Linked DNA regions of Mus musculus: region 1 is linked to region 2. The links are chromatin contacts, called in public HiCAR-type maps. All regions are on one chromosome and are shown on one strand. The core of a region is the stretch at or near the end of the contact, and the rest is flanking DNA. Distances in the headings are between cores, read along the strand shown. Region 1 overlaps Wdr27 (WD repeat domain 27). Region 2 has its middle 68 kb from the start of Thbs2.

The links. HiCAR-type assays count read pairs that join an accessible place to other places.
Region 1: a contact with region 2 is called in a HiCAR-type map of fibro-adipogenic progenitors, with 4 times the contacts expected there. The contact joins two enhancer-like sites. A contact is called at or near these places in 1 of 484 Hi-C or Micro-C datasets (uterus) and 1 of 115 datasets of contacts at active chromatin or transcription factors (fibro-adipogenic progenitors).

The regions. Positions count from the first base shown.
Region 1 is chr17:14,842,162-14,848,705 of GRCm38.p6, reverse strand. All of the region lies in intron 23 of Wdr27 (WD repeat domain 27), which reads left to right. Among named protein-coding and RNA genes, the nearest start is that of Gm23352, 53 kb to the right of the region's middle. Within about 2 kb of position 1,370, at least 26 of the 459 cell types and tissues checked have an H3K27ac peak or open chromatin away from gene starts, as enhancers often do. A contact at or near this core is called in fibro-adipogenic progenitors and uterus, where this site is marked.
Region 2 is chr17:14,623,456-14,629,634 of GRCm38.p6, reverse strand. No RefSeq gene overlaps it. Among named protein-coding and RNA genes, the nearest start is that of Thbs2, 68 kb to the left of the region's middle. Within about 2 kb of position 1,549, at least 31 of the 459 cell types and tissues checked have an H3K27ac peak or open chromatin away from gene starts, as enhancers often do. A contact at or near this core is called in fibro-adipogenic progenitors and uterus, where this site is marked.

The DNA.
Region 1 (6,544 bases), core at 121-2,620, 220 kb before region 2:
TTTTTTTATGTTCTAACTTTAAATAAAGATGACATAGTTTAGTTTTCTTAAGACTAAAGAAATCTTATTAACCATTTTCATAGGAAAGAAAAATGGTTTGCAATCCGGATCTGCATACCAATGTTAAGATCAATCATTACAGGTCATGCATGCTCTGTCCAGACACACAGCTGCAGAGAGGAACATGTTATGTGCAAAACAGTCCTTGATGCCATGTGGACCTGTTGTCATTTCTTGTCAGCTCATCTGATGTCAACTCTAGACGATAGCCCAAAAGCAAAATCCAGCGTGTGAGTCTTGCTTTACAGTGTGGGAATTTCTGCTTTCTGGAAGGAAGCTGTTGGTGTGAAAGGTCCTTCTTTTGTCTTCAGTGCTTGCAGCACATCCTTGGCAACAGGCTGTGCTCACGGTGGGCCCATACCGCAGACGATGAACCCCAGGGTAGAGAAAGAATTATCATGGGGGACTACAGTAGGAAAAGATGAAGCTCCAGTGTTGTCCCTGATTCCACAGAACTTCTTTCCAGCCTTCTCAAACACCAATGGAGGCTGAGAGGAGAGCCAGCCCAGAAAACAGAAAGTCAAAAGCTATACAGGACACAGAAGATCATAAACGAGGAAGTCACATAAGGTGCAAAACAGAGACAGCTCATTTAACTGTTGAAAACCAGAGCTAAGAAGACAGTGGGATGTGAGCTTTCATGGAGCTTAGTGTGAAGCAGACAATCAACATATGGGCAGATATGATAAGTAAGGATGGAGGATGGACCTACTGCGTGCTGTGGCAGAGGCAGACTGGGTATAAAAAAACTGCTGACCTCAGCAATGAGTGTGTGTATAAGTGGGTGAGTGCAGTCATGTGCTCCTTAAAGAAACAAGTAATATTGTTTAAAGATGTAATTTTTTTTTTAAAGATTTATTTATTTATTATACATAAGTACACTGTAGCTGTCTTCAGACACACCAGAAGAGGGAGTCAGATCTCGTTAGGGATGGTTGTGAGCCACCATGTGGTTGCTGGGATTTGAACTCAGGACCTTCGGAAGAGCAGTAGGGTGCTCTTACCTGCTGAGCCATCTCACCAGCCCCAAGATGTAATTTTTTAATCATATAATTTACTCCTATGACATGGAAGATCTCATGCCAGAAGCATTTCTTTTTCTAAATTTGCTGCACAGAGCAGAGAGGTGGACTGCCCTGGGAAGAGAAAGGGAAGGAAGGAGGAAGGGAATGAAAAGGTCCCCAGAAATCTGCCCTCCCATCTGAGAGCAATGCCATTGGCCCAGCAACAAACCCTAGCAGTCTTGCACACGGTGGAGCCAGCTATGCAATATGAGTGATCCAGGGAGCCGTGAGTCAGATTGTGTACAGACCAGGTCCCAAGTGTCCTCTGTAAATCCACAGTGTGACGGGTAGAGGTGCAGAGCAGTAGGGGACAATGGAGAGGCTCTTTCTGAACAAAGATTTCCAAGGTACGTGAGAAGGAGGGATGAAAGCTGGGCACATCTCTAGTGTCAGTCACTGGCTCTGTCCTCTGCATGGCATTTCTCCTCGAGGTCTCTAGGGGCTCATGCAGCACGTGGACACTCAGCAGCAGGGCGACTGTTTGGATTTCAGCTCTTGAGCCTTGGCCATGGAAGATGGTTCAGATTATGTTTAATGGTTGTTGATCTAATATCTGGCTGGCGAGGATATTTGTCCCTGATGGTCTGGCAAAGCTTTCAGGTCTGCAAACACTCATTGCTGTGGCCTCCAGCCCTGAGCACACTGTGGTCACACTGTAGGAATGTGACAGTTGGACCATAATTTTAGTTCTGCTCAATTTCTTTGTAAGTGATTTATAAATCCAACTTAAAAATGTATCTCAAATAAGCTGCAGCAGTTTTGTTCTTCTCAGCACATAGGATTCCAGTTACACAGCTGGTTCTATTATTGAACTTTGCTAATGAAGTTTGTGAATTATAAGAATGGCAAGTATGTTTTACTCAAGGACAAGCAGATTAAAGAGAGCAACAGACTTTGAAGGGAGGCAATACAATAACAGTGTCTGACAGATAAGCCACTCATTGTATAGACTTGTGCAAGTGTGGGTATCTTTGTGCTAATTGTTCTCAAGAACAATTAAGAGAAGGATTCAATTGATAGTTTGGCTATGATAAAACAGACTTTCTTTAATAGAAATTGCATGTAATATGTAGTTATTTGTGAAAATGTAAGCTGCAATGACAGAAAATATATTGTTGGAGTTACTGTTTTATAACTGCAGAGACAGTACCTCTTAACTTTTTGACTTTTTTGTTCATTTTTTTTTTCAATTTGTAAAAAGAAATAGTGCATATTCTTTCGGGAAATAGAGTAAACAAGCCAGGTGTGGTCATCGGGTCTGTAATCCCAGCTGCTCAGGTGGTTGAAGCCAACCTGAGTTAGTAAGATCCTATTTAAAAAACTCAGTGGCAGAGAGGCTCTGGGTTTGACCCCATCACAACAAAATAAATACGTGGAAGGGATGTGCAGGGGGAGGTAGGAGAGAGACAGAGACAGTGAGATGAGAGAAAGGGACAGGGAGGGAAACAGCAAGCACAAGGGAAAACATGACAGCTCACAGGCATGGACACTCTAGAACTCTCACATATTTCTTTCTGAGCATATATAGGTCTGTATGTGTTTATACTTATATACATCCACAGGTGAAGAAAAAGAAGATTCAGTTACAAATACCATTTATTTCTCTTGTTTTCCACCTAATATTTTTAAAGTTAATTTTAGGATGACCATTTGGGTGTAATCATATAGAAATGAAGTTGGTTTCTGTATATTGATCTTTGTGATCCAATTGGACTTGCTTATTAGGTATAATTGGTTTTGACTGTTTCTTACTTTATGTGCATATGACTCTACCATCTGAAAGATCAGTTTCAGGTCTTCCCACTCCAGGTGAGTGCAGTTCTCTTTATTAACTTCCCTTAGTATAAGAGTAGCTATCCCTTGCTCACAGTCAGCTATTGGATGGATCACAGGGCCCCCAATTGAGGAGCTAGAGAAAGTACCCAAGGAGCTAAAGGGATCTGCAACCCTATAGGTGGAACAACATTATGAACTAACCAGTACCCCGGAGCTCTTGACTCTAGCTGCATATGTATCAAAAGATGGCCTAGTCGGCCATCACTGGAAAGAGAGGCCCATTGGACTTGCAAACTTTATATGCCCCAGTACAGGGGAATGCCAGGGCCAAAAAGTGGGAGTGGGTGGGAGGGTATGGGGGACTTTTGGGATAGCATTGGAAATGTAAATGAGGAAAATACCTAATTAAAAAAAAAGAGTAGCTATCTTTGTTGTGTTCCTGATTTTAATAGACACTTCCAGGACTTTGTCATTAAGGATGATGTCAGTTGTGGGGTTTGCATGCTGGGCCCCATAGTGTGCAGGGAAGCCCCCCTTATTGCTAGTCTGTTTGGTGTTTTTGTAATCATGAAAATGTTTAATTTTTGTGTAATTGTTTTTGTCTGTTGAGATGACCATGTGGTTCACGCTTTACTCAATTTCTACAGGATATCAAATGAACTCTTTTTTTGTTGTTACACGGTTCCTTAACATAACCTGTTTACTCTGTGTAATGCTACTTGTATTTATATTTTCAGAGCTGACCATCAGCACTGGGTGTTCCTCCCTGGGGAAGACAACCACTCCTGCTCCCAGCTCTCGTTGGTTACTTGAAGTTTGTGTAGAAGTGAATAGGGTTTGTGTAGGGAGAGGCCTCATGGACTTTTCTTCACTTAGTTTGGCATGTCCATTGACATCACCATCTTTCAGCTCAGATTTAGACAGTTATGTTGGTAAGGCCTTATAGACATAGCTTCTGATTGAGACACAGTCTCACAGCAACCTTCCCCACCCTCTGGCTCTTCCAGTCTTTTTGACCCATCTTCTACAATGTTCCTGGGGCCTTAGACTGGGGTATTGACATCAGGACTGATGGGGCCCACAACTGTGCATTGTCATCAGTTGTAGTTTTCAGTAGTGGTCTCCATCTAAAAGAAGATTCCTTGATGAAGGGTGAGGACTATACTTACTTCTCTGTGATATAAGGACAGATGTTTATAGATACCTATTAGGAATTATGCTGGTTTAGTAAATTAGAGGTTGAAGATTCTCCTCTAATAGCCATGAGTTCAGTAGTTATGCATAGTTAGCTAGGTTTCAGTATCAGGCATAGTTTCCGTCTTATTGAGTGGGACTTAAGCCTAGCTGTTGGCTATTGCCAAAATGCGTATGCAATTACTGCACCATTAGGGTTATTGTCTCATGCTGGTTGTTGATGTGGCACATGCTCATCATGTCTGGGTAGGACTGTTGGCTGTCTCCCTTCTTTGAACCTTGCATGATACCTTCAGAGGATAAAAAATAAGAGAGAGTAAAGAAGATGAGAATGAGTTAGGGAGGTGTATATAATCAAATCTATTAAATATTTGTATAAAAATGTTTTAAGGAAACACATTTCATAAATTAAATATGACATAAAAAGTAGACAAAAAGAAAAGGTGTAATATGGTGGCATTTTGTGTTTAAATATATGGCCTGTCTGACCAGATCTTCAGACATTGGCACACATTGGATGCTGAGTTCTCTGATGCACAGTGGGGTTGCCTTGGGCCTGGGAACAGGAGTTTGTATCCGCCACAGGCAGTGGTTTTTGCCAGGGAAACTTTTCTCCTCCAGGAGGAAGTTCCAAAGCTACTTGGATCCTGAATCCACTTATTTATTTCATGTTCCCTAAGTGAATAGCAGACACAGTGAGGACAGTCTTGGTGGCTTGTGCCCATCCTATCTGTATTGCGGATTCCGTGTGTCCGTGTTGTTCCCTGCTCACCTGGCCCTGCTGCTCCTTTATTTCTTTTCAGCTGGCAGTCCCTGGGGCCTTACGCTAACCAGCCCAGTCATACTCTCTTCTGTCCTTGGAATGGTGCTATGGAAGAGGGACAATAGCCACAGCTGAAGCAAACTAGGGATTCAGAAAGTGGGGAAGTTTGCCCAAGATACCCATGGAGCAATGCCTCAAAGATAGTGCTACTGTTAATTTTCAATTCCAAGAAAGCATATTGCCAGCAACATGGTCCCTGGAGACCAATGGGACACTAATCTTTTCAGAGCAGTTAGTAATGAATGAGCAGTGAGTGCAGTGTATGAAGTGGTTCCTAACCCAGATCACCAAGTGGAATGGAGACTGAGCATTCCTCAGGTCTGAGTTGGGAGACTAGAGACAGTGGATGGCGTTCATTTTACTTGGATTCCCCTATTTCTCTCTCTTTCTTCTTCATGTTCTTTGAGAATTCTGTATAAAATATTTTGATTATGTTTATTTTTCCTTCCTCAACTCCTTTCAGATGCACCTCTGTTTCCATGCCCACTCAATTTCTTTAAAAAAAAATTCAAATTTAATTTGTGCTGCCCACATACTTCTGGTAGTGTGGTCATCCACTAGAGCATGGACCAACAAGGAGCCACAACCATAAAGGAAGTGGACCCTCCGTCTCCCAGTAGCTGTCATTCGCCAATAGCTCCTCAGCTAGGGGCAGGACTTCATGCCCCCTCCTCTCTCCTGCTGAAATTGTGTCTGGTTTGAGCTTGTACAGGGCTCTATGCATGCTGTCTCAGGTGCTGTGAGTTCAAACCTGCTTCAAGTTGCAGGTAGTTTTTAACATTCTCTGTTGTTGACTGAGGATTTTTGTTCTATTTTGTTTTAACTGTTATCTTTACCTCTTAATGAATGAAAATTAAATTTAAATGAAATTTAGTCAGTTATTACTTAATCATGAAAAATACTGAAGCTGTTATAAACGTTTGTTTCCTTCTGGACAAATGAAAGCTCCCAAGCAGCTTGTGATACATGGGGTTGTTGTCTGTGCTTCCTACAGTCTCGATGTCACTGCTGCTGGGGAGGCTGGACTCCTCCCACTTGTTTCTGTTGCCACTGCTTTTTTTTTTCTCACTTTTCCCTTCAATGATATTTTGAGCTTACATTTGATCTTATATATCTGATAATGTCTCTTATTTCCTTCCCATGTGAATGGAAGCTTATTTTGTTGTAAAATTTTCATTGCTATAAACTTATCAACACTTTGAAAATCTCATTTTGTTTTGGCATCTAAGATGTGTGTAATTTGCTGTTCTTTAAAAGTGCTTCTTAAACTTTGCCTTTATGTTTGTCTTCTGAATTCTATTGGATATAGTTTTGAAACTCTCTCAGTAACATCTACAAGTCTTCATTGATCCTTCCTATTTTAAAATCAATTGTTTTTTTTTAAGCTGTATTTTGGGCAACTCTTTAGTATTTTAACAAATAAGATATTTTTCTCTTTCCAAATGTGTTTGGTCTTGTCAATCAATACACTGTCTTTCCCTGTCCTGTTCTCATTTCTAATATGTTCCCTGTGTTCTATCAACATTTGAAAATTAATTATTTTTATTTGACCTTCATCTGTTCATCTCACTGAGGGCTGAGTCCTCTCATTTTAAGAGCCCTTTATTGATGCAGATCTATCGGCAAT
Region 2 (6,179 bases), core at 300-2,799:
TCTTATTGGCATGTCCTTTACCTTACAGAAGCTTTGCGGTTTCATGAGGTCCCGTTTTATCAATTGTTGATTTTAGCTAGGCTAAAACTTAGCTGGGCTGTCTTGTCTGGCCTCAGGGGGAAAGGGAGTGCCTAGCCTTGCAGAGACTTAAAGTGTCAGAGTGGAGGATACCCAGGGGCATCCCACACACTCAGAAGAGAAGGGAATGGGGGAGAGGGGAAGGATTGTGGGAGGGGATGACTGGGAGGGGGGTAGTGAGAGGGATGTAAAGTGAATAAGTAAGGAATAAAGTTAAATTTAACAAAAGCGTGAATGTAGAATATGTATCCTTCCCTACACACATGGATAACTTTCATAAATCACTCTTTAGAAACATGGAGTTTAAAAAAAAAAAAAAACACTCTTTATGGCATGAAAGCTTTCTAGAGACCTAAATCGTGCACTACTCGTTCAGGCTCTGAAACAAGTTCCTGTGCTTGAAGCTGTGTGGTGGGAGAAGCCACTTTCACTCCTGCCCTCAGGGACTGCTGTTGCACAACCTCCTCCCTTGGTGAGGTATCAGATTCCACTTTGACAGCATCTAGTCTTCTGAGGGACTTCTTTCCTTTTCTTTCTCTGCTTTTTCCATTTCCCTTCCTGTGGCTCTTGTACGGCTGCTCTTATCCTGAATTGGACTTTTAAGTTCAGTGATAATAATGACCTTATTGTCCTTGCCCATAATTATACCCCGAATGCCATGCGGTAGGCATTTAATAAATTATAACCTGAGCAGACAGGGCAATGACTTGCAGTGCTGACAATGGTACACGATGCACATGTGAACATGACCTGAGAGCCACACTTCATGGTGAGAAGCAGATGGAGAATGAGTGGCTGGAGACACTGAAAACAATGAAAGGTCGATGAGTGGGGAGTAACTCCTGGCGCTGTTGGAACATCATAGCCACGGTCTTCAGGAATTGGGGTGAAGCCATGAAGAACATAGGGCTAGATTAGTTCAGAACTTGAGAACAACCACAGCACAACACAATCTGTAGCACAGCACAGAACAACCCACATCACAATACAACCCACATCACAATACAACCCACATCACAATATAATCTACAGCATAACCCATAATACAACACAATCTACACCATGGTACAACCCACATTACAATATAACCCATATCACAACACAACCTACATCACATTACAATCCACACCATGGTACAACTTATAATATAACACAACCCATATCACAATACAACCCATGTAACAACACAATGCACATAACCATACAACATAACCCTCACTACAACATAATTCAACACAGAACCCACATCATAATACAACCCACAACATAACACAACCCGTACAGTGGCACAACCCACACAATTACACAACCCACATAACCATGAGGCATCAGAGGTTAAAACGCAAAGTATCTGTGGGACTTTGGCCTTGGGAAGCTCTTGGGCCATGACTGTAGAGCAGCCTAAGGCAGATGCACGGCCCCTCTGTCATTGCAGGCCAGAATCCTGCTCTGTGGTGTAGCATCTGGCTGCCCATCATCCGCCGCAATCTGCATGCGCTCCTTCATCCTGCTCCCCGGCCTGTGAGCTGCCTGAGGAACACCACGCCTCACGCTTTGGAACGGTCGCATTAATAGTTATCAGATGTGACTTCAAATTATTTTTATCTTGGAAAGGAAAATTTTGACCAAGAAATCATTACATATTTATTTTAACATTTCGTGAGTAGAAACACATTTTCTTTGTTTTATTTTGCCCTTCAGCATTTTGGAAAAGTTGAGAGGAAAGAGGATTTGGAAGACATAAAAAGGAGAGGTTTTTTTTTTTTGGCTTTAAATATGTTGGAAGTATTAAACTTTCAACTCTTTTGGAATCTTATCAGAAATATCATCCCGAAGCTCCAATCCGGTTTTTGTCACCGTGATGGACCTCAGCTTTGTCTGTGATGAATTGTGTACTTGTATTCCTGAGGAATTCCTGCCTGTGCCCCCATAAATTTCTGAACCAACCCATCCTTCGGGATCTTTGTGAAGAATTTCAACAGCAGAAACAGGACCGCGTGAGCAGCCTGGTGCTCCCGCAAGGGTCACAAGGTCTCTGGTGTGTTTACTTACTTGCTCAGTGCCTCTGTTATTTAGAAATTTGTGATCCTTATTTTAAGAAAATGAAACTGAGGCTTGAAAAATAAATTAATAACCTAAGATGTAGCAAGACCTCAGCACTTCACCCCACGAGTCGCTTCTATGGTGAGAAGCAAGTAACTGATGTGTGGGGCAAAATCAGCAAGAGCGGGTCTGATCTGCATCAGTGACTAACAGGAGCGGCGTGAAGGAAAACGGATTCCATCTGAGACGCCTGTGGAACCGGGCGGGGTGGGGTGGGGGTGAGGGGGTAAAGAGGTGAAGGACACGGGGCCAAAAGCCAACCGAACTTCCTTCACAGAAACAGTCTCTCTAACCGTTCCTACCGAAAGAGCCAGTTTCTCTTAGGCATGGGCCAGGCAGGATCTGCAAACTCCCTCCTGTCAAAGTTCCCTGTACACAGTAGAAGCCCCATTTTGTCACTAGGGTTTGCAGCTTCCATTGCATCTCTCAGCAGTGGCGCATTGTGACAAGGTCTGTGGCGCGTGTGACAGTCTTCCCTCATGACCAATTTCCTTCTGGCTTCCTTTCCTGCTCACCGGTCCTTCCTCATTCCACCACATCCTTACTTAGCTCTGAAAAGACTTCAAGCCTGTTTTCATTTCAGGGTTTGAAAGCCTAACTCCGACATATCAGTGCAGTAACTGGACCCAGGTGTTTATTTTTATTTCCTTGCGCTGTGCGCTAAGCTTCTTTACTTTGGAATTCAGGGAAGGGATTTCCCTTATTCCTATTTCTTGGCACCACAGGGTGTAGTAGGAGAAGTTGAACAGAGAAAAAAAATGCATCTTCATTGCCTTTGTTAATGATGATTAAAATAGTGGTTAATGTGTAATTTGATTATGAATATCATAAATGTTCATTATAAAATGTACATGTCAAGATAGATACTGAACTTAATATAAAGAATATCAAAACCAAAAAAAAAAAAAAAAAGAATTATATTCTGCAGCAATGGCTGCTTTTAGTAGGCCATGGGGAGCCTCCTCAGAGCAAGAAAACCAGGAGAGGCTGAGACCTCCGTTGTGTGCAAAACCCGGGTGACTCCCAGGAACCATGTGACCACTCCCCAAATGATGTTTCTCTAAGAAGATCAAACTGGCTCCATCCTATCTCTGGTGGCCTGAGCCCAGCCTTGAGTTAGGCACCAAGACTTAGGGGCAGAAGAGCAACCGCGCTCCACTGTTCACAGCCTGATTGTTGAACCAGTATCCAACAACTTTAGACGTTTCTTGGCAGGCCGAAGCACAAGAGGACTTCCCAGTGTGGAGGACAGTCTGACACTCACTGCCAGTTGCCTTGGAGGAAACAGAGACACTGGGCTCAGAGAAGGAATAACAAATGGGTCAGTGTGACAGACATCTGAGCCTAGGAGAATCTGGAAGTCAGGGAAATGATACCTCATTTGTTATTGTTTGAGAGAACAATGTATTTCCAATATTTATAAGATAAAGAGAAAAATCGGTTTATCCAGATGAATATCCAGATGAAATAACCTTTGAACCCTTGGTTCTGTTTGTTTGTTTGTGTGTGTGTGTGTGTGTGTGTGTGTGTGTGTGTGTGTGTTTTGTTTTTTGTTTTTGTTTTTTTTTTTCGAGACAGGGTTTCTCTGTGTAGTCCTGGCTGTCCTGGAACTCACTCTGTAGACCTGGAACTCCACCTGCCTCTGCCTCCCGTGAGCTGGGATTCTAACAGGGCATTTATGAGATCACACAGTCTATGCCTGGCTGTTTGGTTCAGGGAAGTCTCAGTGTTGAAAGATGAAAAATGTATATATAGCATTTATAGTTAGTTGGAATTATTTATACTTATCTCAGTACTCAAAACCTCTGTAGAGAGGTTTTGAAGCAGATTTAGAATTCATTGGAATTAGTGGAGTCCTTGAAATGTCCCTATAAGTGGCATAGCTAATTTTTTAATGTCACCTTGCTCAACACTGCTGGGCCTCAGAGTTTCTTCTGCTATTTCCTCTGTCAGTTGTTCCTGTGAATAAGAACCATGGGACATGGCTTGCGACTTACCTCTTGGACCCAGGGATGTGGAGCTCTGCCTGAAAGCTAGCCCACAGTAGACTCACAGAATGCCCAGTCTCCTAGCATTCACAATTCCTGGATTTGTGAATCCAGGAACAACTTCTGGGAAAATGTTATGCTCCAGGAACAACTTCTGGGAAAATGTTATGACTGTCAGTATTTTATTGAAAATTTTCTTGAAGTTATTTTTGCAGTGAAACAAATACAGCCTAGAAATAATTTTATGCTGATGAAATAAATTTTTTTAAAGAAAATCTTAATTTGTATTACATTTTCAGAATGCTGAAATGCTGTAAAGCAAAATAAAGGTCAACACACACACACACACACACACGAATCCTCATTTTTGATGATCCATTACAAACAAAAATCAAAAATTTCTCACAAATCTTTCAAAAGCAAAATTAATATCCATCTTTTTAAATGTGTTTTTAATAAATTCTCCAGGGCCCTGAAAGCTACAGAAGATTCAAACAAAGTTGCTCACACTATCATTGTTTTGTATGGGAGCCAGACGGAGGAGCTCAGAGAAAGGGTGGCGGATACTTATGTTTACACAGCAACCCCACAGAAAACGCGGGTTTAGAAAAATGCTGAGCACCAGCTCCACAGTGGAAATTCTCGCTCCATGCTCCTTTATTAGGGACAACAGGAAGGATCGTTTGAATTCCATGTTTCCCATTTCCTATAAAGTTCCTTTCGTTTGTTTGTTTCTAGAGGAATGTTCCTTTTTCACCGTGCTGAGTGGGAAGAGGAGAGTGGAGCAGGAGCAGGCTCTGCTGGGATTCCGGAGCAGGTCCACAGGCTGCTTTGCAGCTTTCCGGTCTCCCTTTCTTCCAGTCAGTAATTAGACACAGCCGTGGCTTTCTGCTCTGTTCCCTCTCTCCATCCGCCACACCATTGTTTCCTCCTGGCAACATTTTAATATCTGATGAATTTATTAAAAACCTTAAAGGAGGCTGTTTCTGCTCTTTGTAGATTCTTCCAGGTACCTGCTTTTTTGGCCTGTCTAAAGAAAAACATTTTCAGCACATAACACACAGAAGCACATAAGCCAATTGTAGTGAGTCTCTTGGAGCATCTTCCTTCCTGACCTACAGTCACATGATCATTCACAGACAAGTGCTTAAGGACATGTGTCCTGTGCCAGACAGTGTGGGGACAGAGTGGTCATCAGGTAATAATAAACTGACAGTATAAAATACAGATGCCTTTTTCATCCCTCTAGAAATTTTGGTTGTTTCTCCTTCATCATTCCTAATGAATGAAAAAGTTGTCCAGTCCTTTTTGGGGTGATTTTAGTGGAAAATCTAACATGGCTGTCATTGAAGAGTCAGGGCATGACAGTTTTCAGAGGGGTGGTAAGCATCAATGCTTCTTTTAGCTGCTCACACTACCCAGCTTCTGACATGTGATCTGGCCCTATTTAGCTAGACTCTGTTCTAGTTCTTGTCAGAGTTTTAGCAGTAGGATGAAGCAGCCAAGAACTCTCTCCCTTCCAATGTGATAAATACCAGAAACCAAATGGTTAATCTGTTGACCATGTAGGGCATGTCTATGAGGAGCAGAGACCACATGAACCTAAAACATATGAAACATTAGTACAAAACAAACTTTAGCCATCCAAATTTACTATATTTGGAGAGATTAGAGCTCTCACAAAGTAACCTTCGCTCCTGCTTCCAACATAGAGATAAGTTTAGTTTCTCGACACAAATGCAACCTTAGAATCCAGGGTCCAAGAAAGCGGGAGGGAGAAGAACTGAGGCTGGGAATTGAGAAGCAATCCGCCTGCTACAGAGTCACATGACACTCTGATAGAGCAGCACCCAAGACAAAGCACAGGGACATGGGACACTTGGGCCTGTCCTTGCAGCTGGAGAGGCAGAAAACAGGATGCTGCCAGAGTGTTCTCAGAAGACAGGATGCTGGTGGCTTGTTCGGGAGAGAGAATGCTTTGGATGTTGGTCTCATTTGACAAAGTCGCAC